3 separate regions of the Mus musculus genome follow, and all the other regions are linked to region 3. The links are chromatin contacts, called in public HiChIP or PLAC-seq maps. All regions are on one chromosome and are shown on one strand. Each heading gives the region's core, a stretch centred on a gene start, on an enhancer-like site or on the middle of the called end of the contact. The rest is flanking DNA. Distances are from core to core; before and after follow the strand shown.

The links. HiChIP or PLAC-seq counts read pairs in DNA pulled down with a chosen protein or histone mark.
Region 1: a contact with region 3 is called in an H3K27ac HiChIP or PLAC-seq map of embryonic stem cells, with 5 times the contacts expected there. The contact joins the promoter of Tbc1d22a here to the promoter of Ppara in region 3. A contact is called at or near these places in 1 of 39 promoter capture datasets (pre-B cells), 1 of 484 Hi-C or Micro-C datasets (pre-B cells) and 2 of 115 datasets of contacts at active chromatin or transcription factors (embryonic stem cells and large pre-B cells).
Region 2: an H3K4me3 HiChIP or PLAC-seq map of embryonic stem cells shows a contact between it and region 3, with 18 read pairs. The contact joins the enhancer-like site here to the promoter of Ppara in region 3. A contact is called at or near these places in 2 of 39 promoter capture datasets (the C10 cell line and embryonic stem cells), 1 of 484 Hi-C or Micro-C datasets (nephron progenitors) and 3 of 115 datasets of contacts at active chromatin or transcription factors (cardiomyocytes, embryonic hindbrain and embryonic stem cells).

The regions. Positions count from the first base shown.
Region 1 is chr15:86,212,350-86,216,932 of GRCm38.p6, reverse strand. It overlaps Tbc1d22a (TBC1 domain family, member 22a), which reads right to left and starts at 2,474. Exons shown (of 13, transcript NM_145476.2): 1 at 2,297-2,474. The coding sequence starts at 2,358. It overlaps Gm22818 (a small nuclear RNA gene), which reads left to right and starts at 4,276; the gene lies at 4,276-4,379.
Region 2 is chr15:86,002,897-86,007,431 of GRCm38.p6, reverse strand. The region is part of intron 1 of Celsr1 (cadherin, EGF LAG seven-pass G-type receptor 1); the gene reads left to right. Among named protein-coding and RNA genes, the nearest start is that of Celsr1, 29 kb to the left of the region's middle. Within about 2 kb of position 1,556, at least 80 of the 459 cell types and tissues checked have an H3K27ac peak or open chromatin away from gene starts, as enhancers often do. A contact at or near this core is called in embryonic stem cells, where this site is marked.
Region 3 is chr15:85,733,299-85,738,174 of GRCm38.p6, reverse strand. It overlaps Ppara (peroxisome proliferator activated receptor alpha), which reads right to left and starts at 2,399. Exons shown (of 8, transcript NM_011144.6): 1 at 2,079-2,399; 2 at 1,297-1,381.

The DNA of each region.
Region 1 (4,583 bases), core at 1,225-3,724, 480 kb before region 3:
ACAGGACTCCTCATCAGTGCATGGGAGCTGCTCTCAAAAGTGCCTGATATGCAACCCAGCAAGAAAGCCGAGAGGAAAGAAGGCTGGCTTTGGTAATGTGGGGTCACACCAAAGAGACTGGGACTGTGTCAGTTTCCTGTGACATCCGTAGTAGCCTAAGGAGGTGGAAATGTTTCCCCTCCTTCGGTCGTGAAACCACAATATCAGCAGATTGTGCTGTCTGTGAGGGCCATTTCCCGCCACGTCCAGCTTCTGGTGGTTCCCGGCAATCCCAGTTTTGACTTGTAAACACATCATTGCAATCTCTGCTTCCATCTTTGCATGGTCATGCCCCCTACTTCTGTCTCTCCTCTGTATATGAAGTTCCATGTTCTTACGGGAACCAGAGACTGAATGAGGGCCTCCCCATTGCTCAGTAATGTCTACAGAGATCCTGCTTCCAAGCAAGGTCACGGTCACAGTCACAGTAAAATATTAGGAATGTTACTGTCTAGCCCAGTATGAAGACAAACTACCACACCAGGTATAGTGACTTGTATACTCGGGAGAATGAGGCAGGAGGGTCAGAAGCTCAGGGCCAGCCTGCACTATAAATGAGACCCTAGCTCAAAAAATAAAAAATAAAAAATGCACTATCAAGAGACAGTATTTAATGGAAAGGGTCAATGAATTCTACAACTCCATACAGCAACTCCATTATTTTTAAATCTCAGTTGACTCTTAACAATAAATTACAGCTCATACTTAAGAAGAACTGAGGCCGGGCAGTGGTGGTACCCGCCTTTAATCCCAGCACTTGGGAAGTGGGGGCAGGCTGATTTCTAAGTTCCAGGCTAGCCTGGTCTACAGAGTGAGTTCCAGGACAGGGTTTCTCTGTCTTGGAAAAGGAGGAGGAGGAGGAGGAGGAGGAGGAGGAGGAGGAGGAGGAGGAGGAAGAGGAGGAGGAGGAGGAGGAAGAGGAGGAGGAGAAGGAGAAGGAGAAGGAGAAGGAGAAGGAGAAGGAGAAGGAGAAGGAGAAGGAGGAGAAGAAGAAGAAGAAGAAGAAGGAGGAGGAGGAGGAGGAGGAGGAGGAGGAGGAGGAGGAGGAGGAAGAAGAAGAACTGAGTCTCGAGATGTGAAGGCAACAACAGAAGTCACACTGCCACATGCTTCTGTTTATCTGGCACTAGGCTCAACGTGTTTATCCCTGTCACAGTAGGACCTTCTACTCATCATAAACTATAATAATAGCTTTTATAAAAGTTCTTAACTATTCAAGCAAGCCCAGTCCAGGTCCTGTAAAAAATACAGTGTCTGGGTACCTCTGAGGACTTCCTCCATCTCCCAAGTCACTGTGGCCCAGCAGTCAGTAACCCGTGCCAAGCCCCAGCCACTTTGAAAAGCACATTTTGTGGTTGAATACAGTGGATATCCGAGTTTACAAATTTAACATTCACACAATGGTGTCTCTTAGGAAGCACAGGAAGACAGACCATTTTCCGAGCTCACGAATGGTTCTACTTAAGTTACCTCAATGTCAAAACCTTCAGGACTGGAGAGGTGGCTAATGTTAGAATCTTAAATTTCATATCTGAGACTTTGGCTAGAAAACAGAATAAACTATGTTTGAAATCTTGTGATGGAGTTTTCTGAAATACATTTCCGGGTACTGTCTCTTCACTCCCTAAGACCTAGAGAGGCATCAGGCCACATAACCAATCACAGAAGGACTTTGGAGCTCGATAGCTTCCAGACTGCACCCAGGTGTTTTTATTATTATTCTGTGTTTCCTGTTGCTGTCAAAAGACCGGTGTCCAGAGGCCAGAAGGTGGGACCACAGAAATTCACAAGGCGCTTCCACGCTCAAAGGAAAAGCATCAGCCCACATGTGACAGACGAAAACCCAAGTGCTCAAACCACTATGCACCCCGAAGAGACCGACCTCCCCTGCAGGCACTGCCTCTCCCTGGCCAGTTTCCTGACTCAACCAAACTCTCCAGGGCATGACCTGGGTCAGTTTCTTCCAGCTTCCCCAGGGAGTCATGGAGTTTCGCAGGAGAGAACCTGCCTGCCAGGCTCTGGAAGCACTTGGGGCAGCTCCTCGTCCTCCTTGCTCATTGGTACGGCCACTGTCACCTTTCATTTCCCACACGCCCACTGCCGACCCCGACTCCCCTAGCCCCTCACATAGCCCAACAGTCTCCTAGGAGCCAGGTTCTCCTCCCCAGACTCCTACGCCACCCGCACTGCAACGGGACAGCACGGCCACCTGACCTCTGACCCCTGACCCCGACCGGGTCCTCCCCGTCACACCCACCTGCCCGGGACCTTGCTGTTGCTGCGCTTCCAGAACTGCTTCCTGGCCCCGTCGCTGGCCATGGCCGCTCCTCATCCCTCAGATCCGCAACCCTGACACCCGAGAGCGGTCGGCCACACCTCCAGCGGCCCTCTCCTGTGCCCCGGCGGCCCCCTCAGAGACACCAGGACTCCGAAGCGTAGAGCCGAGAGGCGCTTCCGCCTCCGTCCGGAAGTTGTGACTCGGCGATTCCGGAAGTCCCGCCTTCGTTTCGGGCAGTGCTTGACGCCATGAGAAGGCGACGCTGGGATATGTGCGTGGCTGTAGCGCAGGGAGGAAAGCGGAGTCTGCGAGCTGCGTATGTTCTGGCGGCGCTGAGAGCGCTCGGGTCGAGCGGCACGGACTGAGGTCTCTGGATCCCGGCCTCTGATCCCCGGCCATGAACTCCGGAGCCGCGTGCGTCTGGGGTCCGAGTCGGTCTTATTTGCTCGCAGCCAACCAGCAAGTACCGAGAACCAGAAGGAGCACAGGCAGATCGGGACCCTGCTGCGGGCGGACAGGCGAGCGGGAGGATGGAGAGCTTCTCCCGCTGTAGTGTGGTCCAAGCCTCATCGCCAGGGCATTGACCCCGGATCAGTAAACACTGCACAGTGAGGTGAAGGAAGCGACTTCCACCGGAGCACATCTGAAGCGATGGCGGGGATCTGCCTGGGCTTCAGCTGAAAAACGAATAGGCACGGAGACACGAAGACTTCATCTTGCCGGCGCTTGCGTGCTTCCAAGACCGCAGTAAAGTGTGCTTAATTGTAAGATACATTCAAGATCCAAAAATCTTAATACGGAAATGTTAATTATAAGTTTACATTAAATGATACTTTATATATATTGGGTTCTGTAGAATATATTGTTATGTTTACTTTCACTTTTTGCTGTGTAGTGTAGCTACTTGAAATTACTTACGTGATTGGTGTAAAATTTCTATGATCTTAGACTCAAGGGTGAGAGGCTGGCATCTCAGGCCGGAGCTTTAGTGAAACACTGGTAATGCCAACTTGTGGCCTTTACTACTGAGAAACATATTCACGACAGCTGTCTCGTGCACTTTTTCTGCTTTTGATATGGTCTTCCTGTTTAACCCAGGCCCTGACTATATTCTCAAGACCCAGACTTCTAGACATATTGAAAGTGGTGTTGGGTTAGCACATGGTGGATGCAAGAAATCACACTAAAGAACCTTATATAGCTTAGCCCAGTTGTATGCCAGACTTATCCTCAGTACTCAGAGCAGGGTCAATGGCCTAGAGCCCTGTATCTCAACTTTGTTCCCATTCTTTAAGAGTAAAGCCTTCTGCAGCTCCTTTTAGACTGCAGCAGCTACCTGACTCCACTTTGACTCTGCAGAAAGGGGTGGCACCTGTTCCTCTTCATTTCCTGCACAGCCGGAGCCTTAGGAACTGAAATAGTACATCCCAAATGTTTGCTGTCTGGATGACAATACCGGGCTCTCTAGGAATCCCTTTTGACACAAGCATAGAAACTTCAGGAAATACCAGGGACAATGTCAACAGGTCCTAGGTGACCCCTTCAGGCACAACTTATGGAACATAGCCTTGGCTTCTCCTTGGAATCCTACTTCTAATAATCCTTAGAATTTGAGAGACCTAGCAAAACTAAGATTAATAATCATGTCCTAGCACTGCCTCGAGAGCTCTTTGAAATAAAACTTTAGTGGTACATAGCTATGGCCCAGCTTCTCAAGAGGGAGGCAGGAGAATGGAAATTAAAAATTGGGTGCTATGGGGCTGGTGAGATGGCTCAGTGGGTAAGAGCACCCGACTGCTCTTCTGAAGGTCCGAAGTTCAAATCCCAGCAACCACATGGTGGCTCACAACCACCCGTAATGAGATCTGATGCCCTCTTCTGGTGTGTCTGAAGACAGCTACAGTGTACTTACATATAATAAATAAATAAATCTAAAAAAAAAAAAAAAAAAAAATTGGGTGCTCACTTCAGTGGTATACCTACTAAAATTGGAATAATACAGAGATTAGCATGGTCCTTACAAAAGGATGACACACAAACCGGTAATATGTTCGTGTGTGTGTGTGTGTGTGTGTGTGTGTGTGTGTGTGTGTGTGTGTGTTAGGCAGCAGCCAGTAGTCAACCCTAGATGTCTATGTAGACATGGTGGGAAATGGCCCTCACAGACAGCACAATCTGCTGACATCTTGGTTTCAGGACCCAAAAAGGGGAAACATTTCCACCTCCTTAGGCTACTACGGATGTCACAGGAAACTGACACAGTCCC
Region 2 (4,535 bases), core at 307-2,806, 270 kb before region 3:
TCTCAGCCTCTAAAAATTCAAACTGCTTCAAAATCTAAAACGTTGGGAGTCCCAGCACTACATTCAAATGCTTGGGTTTTGGAACATTCTGGACTTTGGATGTTTGGATGAGGAATGTCCAACCTATATACTGCCTCTTTGGGAGTGTGCATTCTTTAAAAGGTGACACTTGTTTGTAACTTAAAGTTAGTGGAGCAAAAGTCAGAGGGGCTGGGGATCATAAAGCTGTGACGAGGGTCTGTCATTCATCTGGGACCCTCTGGTTGATAATGGGATAGTAGGAAAGAAGTCCTCCATGATTCTCGTCTGAGGTGCTCAAATGTCAGAAGTGATGTGATTTAAAAACACACTTGGGGCCTGAGAGATGGCTTAGCAGATAAGAATAGTGGCTGTTCTTGGAGAAGACCTAGGCTCTATTCCAAGAACCTACCTGGTAGCACTGATAGATATTCAGGCAAAAGCTCCCATCCATGTAAAATAAAAATACATTAAAAACCAAAAAAAAAAAAACCAAAACAAAAACAAAAAATAAACAAACAAACAAAAAACCAGCCAGGCAGTGGTGGTGCACACCTTTAATCCCAACACTTGGGAGGCAGAGGCAGGTGGATCTCCTATGAGTTCAGAGCTAGCCTAGTCTACATAGTGAGTTCTAGGCCAGTCAGGGCTATATTAGACCCCCCCTTCTAAACAAACAAACAAACCAATAAATCAAAAAACAGTTTTAGGCCAGCCATTTTATCAGCAGGTAAGGACACTATCCTTAGTTTGATCCTTGGGATCTACATGGTGGAAGGAGAGAACTGACTCGCAAGTTCTCTTCTGACCTCCACATATATGCAGTAGCACACACGCACACACTAAGTAGATAAATAAACAAGTAAGTAAATGATAAATAAACAAGTAAATAAATGGATTAAATAAATACATAAATAAATAAATGTACATAATGGAAACTAATATTTTGGTGTTACTATTGGAAGATCTTAAACACAGTGACTGTAGCTATGTGTCATGTAGACAAACTGGCCCATTTCCAGCGCCTGCTGGCCAGCATCGTTTGGTGCTCACAGGCCAGGTCCATCTATATATAGAATGTGAGGTTGTGTGTGCAGTAGGTACGGTTTAGGTAAAAGGCCAGTGCTGGCTGCCAGGCTGATTTCTACTTGTAGAGAGACAGGGTTGCGGAGACATGGTGACTTTCATTGGAGACATGGTGACTTTCATTGTGAGCTGCTGCTGACAGGGAGACCAGATAGCTGTTACAAAGTACACTTGCAAAAAAATGGCCTCTGACAGAGGCCTGCTGAGACATTGTTGTAAATTCTCTAGAAGATCAAAAAACACAGGTGTGGGCCAGCACTGGCCTGTGTTCCTTTGTGACAAGTTATGGGTGTCATTTACGCCCCCTTTAGAAGTTTCTGAAGCCCCTGTCATTTTGCTACTGGCCTTTGTGCTGGCTCCCATTCAGGACTCCGGTCATCTGAATAAGCACAGAAGCTCTGTCATTGTCCCTGGGGTTACCCATCAACCATTTATCGCCAGCACCGGGCTGCCTGTTTCCATGGTTACCGCCACTGTTGTTAATGGAATCTGAGGCTTGGGGGCAGGGGGCCGTCAGCAGCTCCTTGTGAAAGGTCATCTACTGCATCTATACCAGGCTTTGCTGGGTCCCTGGCCTGGGAGCCCAGCTTTTAAGAGACCACTGGGTTGGGAAGGCACTGTGTGGGCTACGAGGTTAGGTCACTGTGCTTTGGCTCTGATTTGGGGGGAGATAGGTGTTTAGAGACAGAGGGAGGCCACAGCTTGACCATAATCATGCCAGAGGCTGGTAGGTTTGGAAGAGAAGAGGAGCCATGGTTTTGGGGAGTGTTTTTTGCTTGTTTGTTTGTTTGTTTGTTTTTAGGAAGGATTTTTTTTTTTTAAAGGCAGTAGGGAGGTTTTAAGCCTTGGATGTCTGAAGGATCCAGAGGAAGCTGGCTGAGCCCAGCTGCCAGCAAGGCACCTGATGCTTGCAGTCTTACAGTCAAAGGATGCTGGGAATGACCCAAAGTTGGTGGGAATGGGGGTGAGGGTGGAGATGGGAGCTGTCTTGACATGTCATAGCTGCAGTCAGCACCGGCTACCTGGCTCAGGGTGGAAGTCAATGGAGGTTTAGGCTGTGTTCTTTCTACCTCAGGTATTTCTTTGTATTATAACAAAGTAACTTTCCTTGGGAGGAAGGCCTCTGCTTACCTAAGCCACAGTTGTTTTGTTTTGTTTGTTTGTTTGTTTGTTTGTTTGTTTCGAGACAGGGTTTCTCTGTATAGCTCCGGCTGTCCTGGAACTCACTTTGTAGACCAGGCTGGCCTCGAACTCAGAAATCTGCCTGCCTCTGCCTCCCAAGTGCTGGAATTAAAGGAGTACGCCACCACCGTCCGGCTTTTTTTTTTTTTTTTTTTTTGAGGATGCATGTGTAGACTTTCACTTGGTGCTCTGTGGGCACATCGTGTTTAGATTTGAATCAAATCACCTAATTGTCTTCTGAAAACGCTTCGCTAACTGCCATTCTCCTTGCGGTTAGTTAAGCGTATCCATATAACCTCCCCAGCATGTCAGTTGGTGAACGGCACTTCCCCACGTGTCTCTGCATGCCTCAGGTGGGGCTGCTTTTCAGCCCTGTTTCCTCTGAGGTTAGCTGACTCCAACCTTGCTTTTCTTTGACCACTTGGGTTTGGGGGTTAACTACTGAACTGGAGGTTGTCACCCTCTCCAGCGTCCCTCTGTTGTTCTTAAGGTCTCTTGGCACCATGCCGACTCCTTCCCTTATGAGTTAACTTAAGAGCATGGATGGAGAGTGACAATCCAGGTGCTGTAAATTCTGTGGAAAGCCTTACCCCCCCCCCCCCCACCTCCCAATCTCTTCCTAAAATGCCACCTTTATCACAGACTGAAGATATCACAGACTTTACCACAGGCACTGAAGACATCTCACGGAGGTGTTTCTTGCCACTCCATGGAGCCATGATGATCTGCTGCTGTTCACATTCCAGCAGATTTGAGAAGCACTGGAGTGCATTCCCTGGCCTCCCTGTGCCCTGCTCTGTTGTTCTCTGGCTAGTCAGTCCTGTGGTTGCTTTCTATAAGCACTTGTAAAACTGGATTCAGAACCCCCCCTGGAGACTTCTGGGAAAACAGCATTGGATTTAGGAATCACGTGGGTAGCGGCTGGAAGAGTAAGTGCCCAGCCCAAGACAAGCCCAGAACTTGAATGAGACTTTTTTTTTTTTTTTTTTTTTTGGAAAAGAGATCTTTGAAGATGGGTTTAAGCTGAGGATCTGTAGGGGAGATCATCCCAGAGGAGGGTGGGCCCTAAGTCCAGTGGCTTCTTAAAGCAGCGGTTCTCAACCTTCCCAATGCTGTGGCCCTTTAATACAGTTCCTCATGTTGTGGTGGCCCCCAACCATACAATTATTTTTGTTGCTACATCATAACTCAGGACCCTTCTGCCATAGCCCTCCTAGTACTGGGATCACAGGCATGTGCTGTCACACAGGCCAAGAGCTCCCTCCTGCCCGGAGACTATCGATACTAGTTGTCAGTGATGAGTAAGATCATGTGTGATACCTCAAGAAAAATTAAGCTATTTCTTTGGTCAATATTTCTTTAACTCTTACGTTTGCCAGACTTTTAACCGAATCTCAAGATCACTGGGGTTGGATTGGAAGTTTCAGCCAAGGCAGTAAGACAATAAAAAATTAGATGTAAATTTTGGAAAGAAGAATACTATTCTCCCCCCACCCCACCCCTCACAGATGGTACAGTGTGTTACTAGTGGTTGAGGGTGGGCTGGGCATTTCCAGGTTTTGGTCTGATTCCAGGATAAAGTAAAGGCACAGGTGGAATGCAATGTTTTGAGATTTCTAGGAAGCCCTGAGTGAGCAAAGTCCCGAGAGTATGTGTAGAGTTGACACAAGGCACCAGCCAGTGAAGGCCTGCATAACCTCAGACCCATGGGAAAATGGCAAAGCCTTCCTTCCATCCCAGAGTCTGAGGCTCAGAGGGATGGTAAAGCCTTGCTCTGGTCCACGGGTGGATGTTGACAGGGTGTATAGAATGTATCCAACATCTCTTTGTATCCACCATCCCTTTATATTCGCCATTACTCTGTATCCACCATCACTCTGTATCCACTATCACTCTGTATCCACTATCCCTTTGTATCCACCATCACTCTGTATCCACCATCACTCTGTATCCACTATCACTTTGTATCCACCATCACTTTGTCCCCGCCTAGACAGTTATGGCCTGAAGACTGCTGCCCTACAAAAACTCTTCCTACAGAGATTAGCTAAACCTTCCTCCAATTGTATACCATAATTCCTGCTTCTTCATTCATTTGTCTGCCCCTCCTCCTTGTTCCACTCTCTATAACCAGCACGCTAAGCTGCTTGGGTGCTGAGATCTCTCAATCAGAGTCCGGTCCACCCGGTGCCATTTTCTCTGTGTATGGTTGTCTGTCTTCCTTCCCGTGCCTGGTCAGGTCAACTCCC
Region 3 (4,876 bases), core at 1,150-3,649:
CCTTCCTTCCTTCCTTCCTTCCTTCCTTCCTTCCTTCCTTCCTTCCTTCCTTCCTTCCTTCCTTTCTTGCTTTCTTTCTTCTCCCCCCCCCCCAGACAGGGTTTCTCTGTGTAGCCCTAGCTATTGGGGAACTAACTCACTCTGTAGACCAGGCTGGCCTCCAATTCAGAGATACACCTGCTTCTGCCTCCTGAGTGCTGGGATTAAAGGCGTGTGCCTCCACCATCTGGCTTCAAGTTTCTTATAATTCTAGCATGGAACTCAGTCTCATGAGCAAGTCCATGGCTGTCTTGTTTATGGGTGGCTCAGTAGCCCCCACCCCAGGAAGCTATGCAATAAGCATGAGTTATATACTAACGTATGTCTATATATGCATTGGCTAAATACTATATCTAAACCTAGTGAGTTATTAGACAGGCAGTTGAAGCAAAAATACATTGTTTTTTACATTCACATGGAAATATTTTTCTCAACTTAATAGTTAATAAAACAAAATAGAAACATGCTTTCTCTTCTCTCATTCTCTTCCCACCCTTTACACACATACACATAGCATACACACCTAGACACATACACACATACAAACACACATTGATACATGCACACACATATACACACATAAACTCTGTTTATAGGCTTGACAAACATAAGTTAAAAAGAACTACTTCAGCTTTCAGTACTTGGGAGCCTGAGGTGGGAATATAAAGAATTCAAGGCTAGCTAGCCTCTGCTACATAGCAAGTTCCAGGCTAGCATGGGTTACATCGCAGGCTCCTACCCTCCTGACAAACTATGAGTCTGGAGTGTTTCCATGCATGTTTAAGAGGTTGGAAAGGAGACACTTTGCTTTCCACTCTCAGTTCATGTCCCACTGGCTCTGGATTTTCATATGGTCACCAAGTCATACCCTTCTAGCTGCTTCTTGGGGGCCATCCCTGCCTGGCTAATGATGAAACTAACCGACTACTTCATTGAATTGATATGAAGACAGCCAAGAGACGGTCTTATGAGCCAGTTTATAAGCCAGTCAAGTAACACCATTTCTAACGCAATACCACCTTTTTAAACTACGCCGACGCAGCCTGCCATAAAGAAATGCGGTTCCCATGAAGCAAACGCACTTTCCCAGAACTGAAACATGGACTACCCATTTACCTGGCTTCCTGAGCCCTGAAAAGACATTTACTATTCCACCACAAAATAACCACTATCCAAGCCCTGTTGCTAGTCTGAAGTGCAACCAAAGACAGCGTTTACAATATTCCAGTCTGGAAGCCGTCCATTAATCCTCTTTACCTGTGATGACAACGTCTTGTTCCCGAACTTGACCAGCCACAAACGTCAGTTCACAGGGAAGGCAGGGCCTTGAACTTCAACTTGGCTGTAGAACGTTAAAGAAGGAACCGGTTACAATATGTTCTCTGGATCTCCCCCAACTCTCCACCACCTTGGGAAAGTCACTGTGACCCTGTTGCCTGCAACCACTACAGTGTCCCAGGGTCGCCCAAGAAAGTTCCGTGCTCCTCCCCCAAGGAGCCTTTCTGCTTTCCTTAGAGGAAGGGAGTAGGTTGGGGTTGGGGGCCCGTGAGCACCCCAGTGGCAGAGTGCCCCCAAAGACATTATATACCACCGTAGATTTTCTTTAGTATCTGAACATTCTCTCCTTTAAATTAAAAAAAAAAAAGTTTGGGAAAAGGAGAGGTGCAGTTATTTCAGGCTAGTTGGAGTGGATATTGGGGCAGAGTCACCCTCCGGACTAGCACACGGGCACTCCCGGCTCCCTTTACCCATATCAGGCCAGCCGCGCAGCCACTGCACAGAGGAGACTAAAGCTGGCCCCACACAGGACCCGCTGTGGCACTGGCCTCTGGAGGGCAGAGACATAGGGTAACTTTGGCATCGTCTCTACCCTACTGTTGGGGCCAACATCGCCCCACTACGATCAGGAGCAATGAGGAAACTAGTGTTCAAAGAGGGTCCGCTGCTGTTGACTCAAACCCACCGGCAGCGTTTCTCAGGTCCCCAGCAAAGCCTAGGCTGTGACCCCAGAATCAGTCTGTCAGGGAGCCTCCAGTTACCTCTCCTCTAAGTTCCCCGAGGGTCTCAGGAAACGCCTCCCGGTGAGATACGCCCAAATGCACCACGCCGTGAGAAGGGAGCGCCCCGATGTCCCCGCCCGTGTGCCCTCCCCTCCAGGGGACAACCAGAGGACCCAGCGTCGCTCCAGTTCCAGGACTCCACGAACCCTCCAGCCCCCAAAACAGCTGCGAACACCAATGTTCGGAGCCGGCGCACGGCGCTCCAGGGGACTCGAAGTGGCGGACAGTTCCGCGGGCCCTGAAAACTCGCACGCGTGTGCCCTTCCTAGCGTGTGCCCTCTCCAGTGGCTGTGGGTCTCCAGACCCGCGCCCCTAGTCCGCGCGCATGCGCCACCGAGCCCCTCCCCTCCCTGTCCACCCACCTCACTGTCCCGGGACAGGGGACGCCTGGCTCCCCGCCCTCGCGCGTGCCCTCCAGCCCCTGGGCACCTGAGGCTGCACTCCGCCTGCGGGTCCGCAGGGCCAAGCGCGCCCAGGAGGAGGCGCCAGGAGGGGCGTAAGCGGCTGCCTCCGCCCCCGTCACCCCTGTCGTGGGACCGTAGCGTCCGGGGCCCCGGCCCGGCACCGCCTACGCGCGCCCGTGCCAGCCGCGCCCCCACGACACGCGCCGCCCCTCGGACGTCCCCTGCGGGGTCCCGCGGCGAGGTGACCGCCCCGGAAACTCCGCCCCCTAGGCCCGGGCCCCGGCTCAGGGCGAGACACACCCCCTGGACGGCAGTGTCTGATTGGCTGCTGCGGGGGAGGGCGGGGCCTAAGAGGCCCGGGGCAGCTCTCCTCGATGCCCATTTAGTGCCTCGGGGCCCGGGCATCCGTTGGTAAACTGAGGCGGGTTAGGTGAAGGGACTGCCCAAGGTCACCCGACGGGGGAGAACAGTCGGTGGGAAGGGTGCGCCTTGGCGCGCACTCCCTCCTGCTCCCAGCCCCGCGCACCGGCCAGGACTGAAGTTCAAGGCTGCGGGTCTGGGTTGAGCTTTCCTCCGGGTGCCCTCGTTGAGCTGGTCTAGATCGCACAGCTTGTTCCCCGAGTCCCGGGAGTTCGTGGGGAGGTGGACGGACAGGCGGAATCTGATCTTTAGAGTCCCAGGATGAGAAATGGGGAGAAAGGAAGAGCGAGCTGGGGCACGCGGCAACAGGTGGCCAAGGTGCCAGGGTGGGTGTGGCGGGCGGGGAAGGCAGAGGCTGAAGGGCATCGAGGACGGTCGCAGGGAGGCGCGGCCGCTCTGACCCACCCTCCGCCTCTGCCCCGCCCCGGGCTGTGGCCCCTCTGCATACGCTTCAGGGGTTGAGGGGCTGACTGTGTCCAGCTCAGGCACTGGGGCTCTGCCAACTGACAGCGCAGGCGGGAGGCTGCAACTGGGAGCAGGCTGCGACCCAGAGCAGCCGCTTTGCTTGTGTCGTCCTTGGATCTTCAGTCACGGAATGCACATGCCCCCCGAGGTGCCAACGCCCCAGGACGCCGCTCCTTTGGGAACGAAATGTGTGCTATGCCAGCCCTCCTGTCTGTCCTCACGCTGGGCCTGCCACTATGCTATTTGTGGCGATGAGCGCCCAGGAGAGCCTACTAGGGAAAGGAAACTTTCAGCGCACATCTCCTTACCCTGGGAACTGGAGACCAGACCCTACAGGCACATTCAGGGACGTCTTTTAAACCCACCTTTGCTGATCAGCCTCATACCTGTGGTGAACTCTGCCCCACCTGCCAGACACCCACAGAACATTCCCTACTTGCCTACTGGCAAGCTCGCCTTTTCTTGCACGCAGTGGCCAGGAAATAGCTACTATTTGTATTATGCTTCGAAGCTTGCAAAACTGAGACCCTGGAGATGGTTGAATGGGTAAAGGTGCTTGCTACCAAGCCTGATGACCTGGATTCCAACCTGGGGACTCACACGGTGGAAGGAAAGAACCAACTCACATGCACACAAGCACACACACACACACACACACACACACCAGCTACTCTGCCACATACAATTTTAAAAAATGGAAAAATTAAAAGACCTTGCACAGTGACCTGTCTGTATGATTTCCTGAATGGCCCAGGGGATATTCAAAGACAACATTAGTCCATTTTCCTACCCTGGCCTGTATATAACAGTGAGCAAGAATGGCTGGAGGCTGCTTACGTAGATGCATCTCCAAAGGACATCCTCCCTAGTGTACCAGGTGGTTGGGGTGGCCACTGAAGAGAGGGTGCTTGGTTGTAGGTCCTGAGTTCCAAAGATCAGAGTCCACATGCAGGAATGCTGCCTTCTTTTGCAGAGTGTTCTGCTGTTAACCCAGTTCTACCAGACATTTGGAATAATCTGGAAAGAATGGTTCGGAATGAGAGGGGCCAGCAGAGTAACTGCTGAGCCCAGAGAACACAGAAAAAAAAAATGACAGTTGGAATTCTTGGAGCGCCCAAGGTTTCAAGATGAGAAAATATGGGGGTTTTGTTTGGTTTTGTTTGTTTTGACTCTCTGTCCAGAAGAATCACTTTGGAACATAGACTTCCTTCCACCCAGACTCTCTTAGAGATCCTGAACATCTCCTCCTCAAATGGCTCTCTGTCACCCATAAAGGACAGTGAATTTTGTTTGACAGACTGTATTGAGAGGAAAGGACTTGTCCTATAACCCCCCCCTCCAAGAAGCTATCTCAGAGGGTACATGCCTGACTCTGGGACACCTCTGCATCTTTTCTCTTTGCTTCCTAAGGTGTTGAGGGGTTCTAGATACACATACAACAGAGACACCATCTGTGCAGGGCTAAGTAGACACCGTTAATGTTCTTGT